2 separate regions of the Mus musculus genome follow, and region 2 is linked to region 1. A link is a contact called in public promoter capture Hi-C data. All regions are on one chromosome and are shown on one strand. Each heading gives the region's core, a stretch centred on a gene start, on an enhancer-like site or on the middle of the called end of the contact. The rest is flanking DNA. Distances are from core to core; before and after follow the strand shown. Region 1 holds the start of Gpr21 (G protein-coupled receptor 21). Region 2 holds the start of Arpc5l (actin related protein 2/3 complex, subunit 5-like).

The links. Promoter capture Hi-C pulls out the DNA fragments that hold promoters and counts their contacts.
Region 2: a promoter capture Hi-C map of liver shows a contact between it and region 1, with 11 times the contacts expected there. The contact joins the promoter of Arpc5l here to the promoter of Gpr21 in region 1. A contact is called at or near these places in 4 of 39 promoter capture datasets (cranial neural crest, hippocampal neurons and liver), 2 of 115 datasets of contacts at active chromatin or transcription factors (bone marrow-derived macrophages and forebrain) and 1 of 9 other capture datasets (macrophages).

Annotation. Positions count from the first base shown.
Region 1 is chr2:37,514,994-37,518,623 of GRCm38.p6, reverse strand. It overlaps Gpr21 (G protein-coupled receptor 21), which reads right to left and starts at 1,998. Exons shown (of 2, transcript NM_177383.4): 1 at 1,925-1,998; 2 at 1-1,565. The coding sequence starts at 1,180. The coding sequence ends at 131. The region is part of intron 13 of Rabgap1 (RAB GTPase activating protein 1); the gene reads right to left.
Region 2 is chr2:39,006,103-39,009,732 of GRCm38.p6, reverse strand. It overlaps Arpc5l (actin related protein 2/3 complex, subunit 5-like), which reads right to left and starts at 1,594. Exons shown (of 4, transcript NM_028809.1): 1 at 1,389-1,594. The coding sequence starts at 1,537.

The DNA.
Region 1 (3,630 bases), core at 749-3,248:
AGGTTATCTGGATAGTCTGTAGCTGCTCTTACTTCTCTAGTGAACTGGAAGCAGAGATGGAGAGAAAAAAAACTGAACCAAAGCCATCCTTTCTCCTTGAAAATAGAGCGACTGAATATATGAGCCCCCCTCAGATATGAGATCCATTAGGGGGTCCTTTGCACCTAACTGTGTAAGGGTCCTTGGCTGTGGTGTGACTTGCACAAGAAGTACACAGAGACCCTGAAAGGCCCTTTAGTCCTCGCTGGAAAACACTGTTGGAGAGACTGTAAATGATACAGTTGCAGAAACTGTTACTAATAGCAAGCCAGGTAGTCAGGAAGGATGCAAGGCGGCTGCTGCAGCCAGTAGAACTCTCCAGCAAGAAGTAGATGATGTATGGCAACCAGAGGACATAAAACACACTGGTGATTCTGAATAGGACCATGGCATAGCGCTTATCTGGACAGGTCTGGGGTTCCCCAGTCTCCCCATTCTGGCTGCTGAATCGGGCTTGCCTTTCGCTGATTTCTTTTGTGTGCTGCTGGCAGATGCGGAAGATGTTGAAATACGTGAAGCAGACAATGAGGGCAGCTGGGGCGTACAGCATCATCACGATGAACAATGTGAAGTAGGAGTTGGTGTGCCAGGACTCTGCACACCACTGAAATACATCTCCATGATATCCGGGTTTACCCCAGTGGAAGAAGGAAGGCAGGAAGACCAGGGTGGAATACAGCCAAATCAGAAAAATACAGAGGCGTAGTCTCCAGGGAGTAACCAGGGTATTATAGGTTAAAGGCTTAGTGATGGCAATATATCTATCAATGCTGATACAGGCCAGAGAAGCCATAGAGATACTCTTCAGAACTGACACTACAAAACCAAATACTTGGCAAGTCATGGCCTCCTCAATCGGAAGAGGGTAGTAGAGGAGTGATAAGGAAGGGACCAGGCAGCTTACCCCAACCAAGAGGTCAGCATATGCCATTGTCTGAATAAAATAACTTGTAGAATGATGGTTCAACAGAGGTGCACAGTGAAACACAAAAATCACAATGATGTTGCCAGAAATAATCAATACAGTTAGAAAGACAATAATCAGCACTTCCAAAAGACAGAACCTGACAGTTTCCAAGTAGCCCAGTGCCAGAAGACAGAAAGGATGGCTGCTCTGATTACCATCCCAGGTGGAGTTCATCTCGTGCTCAGGAACTGGCTCTCACTTCATGCTGCCACCTGGCTGCTGTCTCAGTTCTCAGGAGCAGCTACTGTCACTGCAGTCAGCTTTGCATGCCTGTGACAAAGCCAGGGAGCCCTAGTCATCACGTTCCTGAGGTTGCTGCTGTGGTGGGTATACTGCCTGCTGTACAATTTCCCTTTAAATTCTTCCTGGAATAGGGAAAGCCAACAGCAGTTGTCTGGCCAGTCCCAGACGCAGCCATACTGCCAGTTTCACCAAACACATAGCAAGGGAGTAAGGCAAACTGGGGACAGTGTCTTCAGGCCAAGTGTGGGTGGGGGAGGGGCAGAGGGAGGAAGATTAGTAGCTTCAGCAGGAGTTGTAATGAGTCTCCTCTGAACAGCTGATAGAAGAAAAGGAGAGAGCATTTTACATTTTGCATTCCACATCCTAGACAAAGAACCTAGCTAGCTCTGACTGCCAGCACCCCTCCCACTTCACCCTAAGCAGCCTCCTCCATAAACGGCCCTTACTTTGGAGGAACAGCAATACCATGCTTCCAAGATCAACATAAAGAAATTATAAACCCTCATTTTCTTTTATTTTACGTGTTGTAGGAGAATCTCCTTATGGTAATCCTGAAGACATTATCATTGATAAAAATTAACCAAGATTATTTTCTCCATTAAATCCAATGTACTATTATATCTCTGCAAACACCTTAATACAATTTATCTGCTTAGCTCAATTTCAGAGTGTTACCTGTGATTCTGCATGCTGAAATCCAAACAAAAGCCACAATACATCCTTAACCGAAAGCCTTGCAATGCAGGAATGTTCGTAAAGCCAGCCTACTGCAGAACTAAGGCACAGAGGGAGGGGCTAAAGGAGTAGGAGGAGAAGCAGAGAGAGGGGCTTGGGAAAAGGAAGAAAGGGGGTGGGGCAGGGCAGGGCAGGGCAGGGCAACTTGTGTGCTAGGGCACACACACACTCTAGCGTGCTGGACAACTCATTACCATTTATTCCCATAGAGGAATTCCCGACGGCACAGTAGGCGCTGGCTTGGTGCGCCCACAGGATGTATCTGAAAGCTGTTTCCTTGTCGGTCGGCAATCTTCCTCATAGGTAAATGAGCAGAATTCAGATTGCCAGTAAGAAACATGGGCAGAGGTGGGGATGGAGAGAGGGAGGAGTTGGGATTTGGGCTGAAGTACAGTACCAGAGGAGAGAGGGGGGAAAGTCCTATTTTTTTGTGTCCCTAAGAACAAAGGACAGTGTCACAGGAAGGAAGCATGGTAACAGTACATGGCACCCGAGGAAGTCTAATTCAGCTGCACAAGACGTTACAGCTGAGAGACAATATTCAGCCTCAATTTTCCTTTATCATTTATTAGATATTGGCTAATATTTGGAAATGGTGCTATTTGTTCTCTCCTTCTTCCTCAGTTTAGTTAGGTACTCCACTTGAGTGGAGTGACAGTACACAGATATTTAGGTACCAAGTCTTTGAATCTTACAGTTCAATCTTGTTTCTACTTATCTAAAACAATGCAAATTGAAATAACACACTACTTTTTTGGATAATGTCATAAAGGGTGCTTTCCGTTTTCATAAACTGGGTGCTGTGGGAATGGTATAATTTTGCCTGAATAAAGCCTCACATCATCAGTAAAGGAAAACAAATGCTGCAACTGTAGTAATCCTAGGAGATCTGTACACTTGAACAAAGAACCATGTGATCCAACTTGTATTTTTATTTATTTTTATCCATGCTTTCTTACTGTGGGCAAAGGATGCTTACAATCACAGCTCAGTGAAGTGTGAACACTTTAATTCAGGAAAGTAAGGACCCCCGAGACATGTTCAAGGAGACAAATAACATAATGTGACAGGCCTCAGTAGAGAAGAGCAGCACAGAAGGGACAGCCTCCTGCCTCAGAGATTTTTGTATTTAAGTCACTGTCACTCACAGATAACTTGAGGTACTCCTGTTCCTACTCTCCCAGTCCCTAGCACATGTATGCTGAGGGTTCTACCCCTGAGAACCTCTTACACAATATATCCATCAGTCTCTTGATCTGCAATTTTATAATCCAGTATATCAGCACAGCTGTAGTCTGAAAACACTGGATGAAAAAAAACCCTACAGTTTGAGACAGCCAACATTCACATAATATCGCAACACATACTGTTATAGCTATTTTATGGTTATCTATTACTTTTAACCTCTCCCTATGACTACTTTGTAAATTATACTTTATTTAAGGTAAGGAATAGATAAAATAATGACAGGTCTGGCACCATCTAATGCTTTAATCACCTACTGAAGGTCTTAAAAAGTGTTGCCAGCACCCCAATTCAAGCCACACTTATCTTTTGCCACATTTTCACTGAAGCCAAAATAATATTCTAAAACTAAAATAATAGATAAGTAAATAACAGTAACTAGGCAGTAGCTTACACTTATT
Region 2 (3,630 bases), core at 345-2,844, 1.5 Mb before region 1:
TAGTAACAAGGCTTCTGACACTGCCATGAGTGTAGAAGCAATCTCTTCTATAAGCTAAGCCAATGCCTCTAAGCTGCCTAAGAAAGAAAGAAAGAGAGAGAGAGAAGAAAAAACAGCCAGGGACTTCAGCAAGGCCCAGCAACAACACCAAAGCAGAAGCTGACAGATCCCAGTCTCTTCATCAATATAATTAGGATTCTGGCCCAAATGCATCGTTCTGGAGCCTTGTCAACAGTACCTGCACATAAACCAGTCAGTACCCTGCACCATTCTAAAAACCAATCTTCCCTCTAGGGGCCTTCTCATGACCCAATTTAACCATCAGAATGGTGCAGGAAATAAGTTTGAAATCTCCACATTTCAAAAACATATTCTTGTTCAGTCTAAAAGGGTTGTTTTCAAGATATATTAGAGGAGCACTATAGGACTCCTCCCAAAAGCGGTACACCTGACTTCCCAGGCTGAGTCAACTGATTAAACAGCCAGAACCTGATTTATATACAGCAAGAGCCTCCAACCCTACCCTGGCAAGTGCGGGGGAGGGGTACACACTTCCTGTCAAGCTATTTGAATAAAGAAAAAAAAAATCTTCCTGTGAGAATAAATCAGTTTCCTGTGGTGCTCAAACTGCTAAGAGACCAAGCCAGCTGTGACAATCACCTCTATTTTTACTCTTCTGTTCTAAATGCTTGTTTTCTGTGGCCACCAGCAGTCATTTTCAGTCGTGGGGAGCCACTTTTACATTTGACACTGTATGGTGTTTTTGAGCTCTGAATCACTAGCTTTTTCCACGCTTTCTGCACAAGGCGGTTAATGGCAGAGTCGCATTACTTGTTGAATGTACTTGGTCCATAAAGGCGCAAAACCCAACGTGCTGAGGAAAGTGGCGACAGGTGAGAAAAGGTAGCAGGCCATATCACACCTGAGGGCTGGACCTTAAAGCACACCTCCCCCACCTCCGCCCTCTAGTCAGTCTTCCTCCAACCATCCACCCACCTATTTTCACGCCGGGCTACAATCGGGCCCAAGAAAGCCAGTTAGACAAGCGCAGTAGGGCAGTGGCCCTGGCTGCTCAATGAATCCAAGGTGGTTCACCTCGGTCCCTCCTGAGGGCAGCACCTGGGAATGACCCCGCTTACTATAAGGAGGGATAAAGGGATACCAAGGCCGATGCACGGACACCCAGAAGGATGCGGAGCGCAGCAGAGCAGAGGGAGAGGAGCTCCAGGGCTGCGCTGCTGAGAAAGGCGTAAGGCCAACCACAGACCGGGAGAACCTGGGACTGACAGGAGCCGGGAGGGGCTGGGGTTGGGCGGAGGACCGGGAGACTGGGGCTGGGGTGATCAGGGTGCGAAGGCCGAGCCGGGCCGCCGCGCCGGGAAGGATATTGCCGCAGGAGCCCGTCTACCTCGCAGGGGTCGGGGCCTGGCTCGCCCGCCGCCGCCGCTGCCTCTTCGTGCTCGTCTACGAATTTGTTCTCGTCAAATTCGTCGATATCCACGCGGCGGAAGCGTGAGGACAGTGTGTTCCGGGCCATGGCGGGAGCGCGGCGGCCACTCAGCCGCCTAGGCTTCGCTCTTTCCCGGCTCCCCTCCGCACCGGCTCCGCTTGGGGGCGGGAAGCGGCCGCCAGGCACCGCCTCCCCTCCTCCGCGCGCAGCCGCCGTCGCCCGCCCACTTCCGGGATGCGCCGGAACCGGAAGCTCTTGTGGGCGGAACTGCGCCGTGGGATCGTGGAATGCTGATGAAGTGGTGTCAGGCGTTGCAGCCGTAACTCTGTCCTCTCCGAAGCCGGGCTGCTGGTATAGCCAGCGCTTCTGTCCGCTCCGGAGGAAGAAATCTTAGAGCTAAGGGATGGCAGGGAGTGACGCGCAGTGCCGGAGTCTCTTAAGCACTGACCCACAAGAGGACCCACTTTGTTAAAAGTAAACGGCTTTAAAGGCGTTGATGTGTAACCCAGGGGCTGGCAGGACGCTTGATAACATCCTTTCTTGAGGATGTAACGACTCCTGCGGGCGTTCCGAAAATTAAAGAGGATTCTGTGGCCACCTGTACTCCTGACTGAAGAGGCATATTTTAGGAGGCGAAAGCTGCAGAATCCCCAGGATTCTTTCTATTTCAGACGTAGGCTAAAATGAATCTTTTCTTGTAACTATATGAAAACTATTTAATAAAAAATATTAAAAAAAAAGAAAACTATTACATTTTAACCTAGTAGAACTCGAGCAAAAAAAATTAGGTGAGACATGGTTTTGCTCCTGCTACACATAGCGAGTAATGTGGCACATGCCTTATTCCAGCCCTTAGGAAGCAGTGGCAGGGGGTTCTTGTGAGTTCTAGATAGTTTTGACTACATAGTTCTAGATCAGCCAAGACTACAGAGTGAAACCCTGTCGGGAAATTTAAAAAAGAAAAAAAGTGCTATTCTTGGAGACCTGGGTTCAGTTCCCAGCATCCACATAGCAGCTCACAGTGCTCTGCGACTCCACCTCCAGGGAGATCCAGTCACCTCTGCCGGCACAGCACATACATGGTACATGTAAAATTTAAAAATGTAAGGGCTGTCTTAATTACATCAGGGATGGCAAAGTACAGTGCCTGTAAGTTTTTTGTCTTCAAAGATGGGGAATGTAATTGGGAATTCAAAAATATTGTGAATCCTGGGTTTAATCCTAGCACTACAAAAAATGTCCAGAAATATGATGTATATTTGTAACTCTAGTAGAATCCTGGTCATCTTTAGACTTCCATTTAAAACTAATCCACACTCGGTTCATTTCTCCTTATCCCATTTACAAAAGGCTTATTCATTCTATCCAACCAGTATCCCCATCCTGGGCCTGAAAAGCATTAAACCCTCAGAGACCTTCAAGACTGGCTCTGGAAACAGGCACACAAACACATGGCTTAACTCAGCTTGGTACTTAAGAGCACTTAGGATACAAGGGTACGCTGCTACACTTGGGATGGGAGGTGACTAAAAAATGTTCATTACAGTACCTTTTTTGTTTTTTTGGTTTTTGGTTTTTTGTTTTGTTTTGTTTTGTTTTGTTTTCTCGAGACAGGGTTTCTCTGTATAGCCCTGGCTGTCCTGGAACTCTGTAGACCAGGCTGGCCTCGAACTCCGCCTGCCTCTGCCTCGCGAGTGCTAGGATTAAAGGCGTGCGCCACCACGCCCAGCTTTCATTACAGTACCTTGAGTACCTCTTCTATCAGCATCAAGTCATGAACAATTGAGAAACTGCTGGAAAAATGGGCAGCTGCTGAATGGAGCTTGGCAAAGAAAGGGCTCCAATTGGTCAGTTTGGTCAACTCATCACACAAACCCAACATCGTCTGCTTTGTTCTGATCTAGATGCTAGCGGTCTGTCTGGGACTGTAGGCAAAGGGTCATGTGCACTTTAACCATGTTATAATTTCCCCAATCTTTACATATCAGGTCTTGGCTGGGAGCTTTGCAGGTTTTCAGTTTAGTTCCTCTAATCCTCAAAGATACACTAACCGGAGACGCGAAGGGACTTGCCAAGATATAAACTGGTACTAGCAATAAAGCAAGACTCTGTTTCGGAGCTTTTATTTATTCTTGTATCAGTGCCGGGAATGCACACAGCTTTGTGCATGCCAGGGAAAC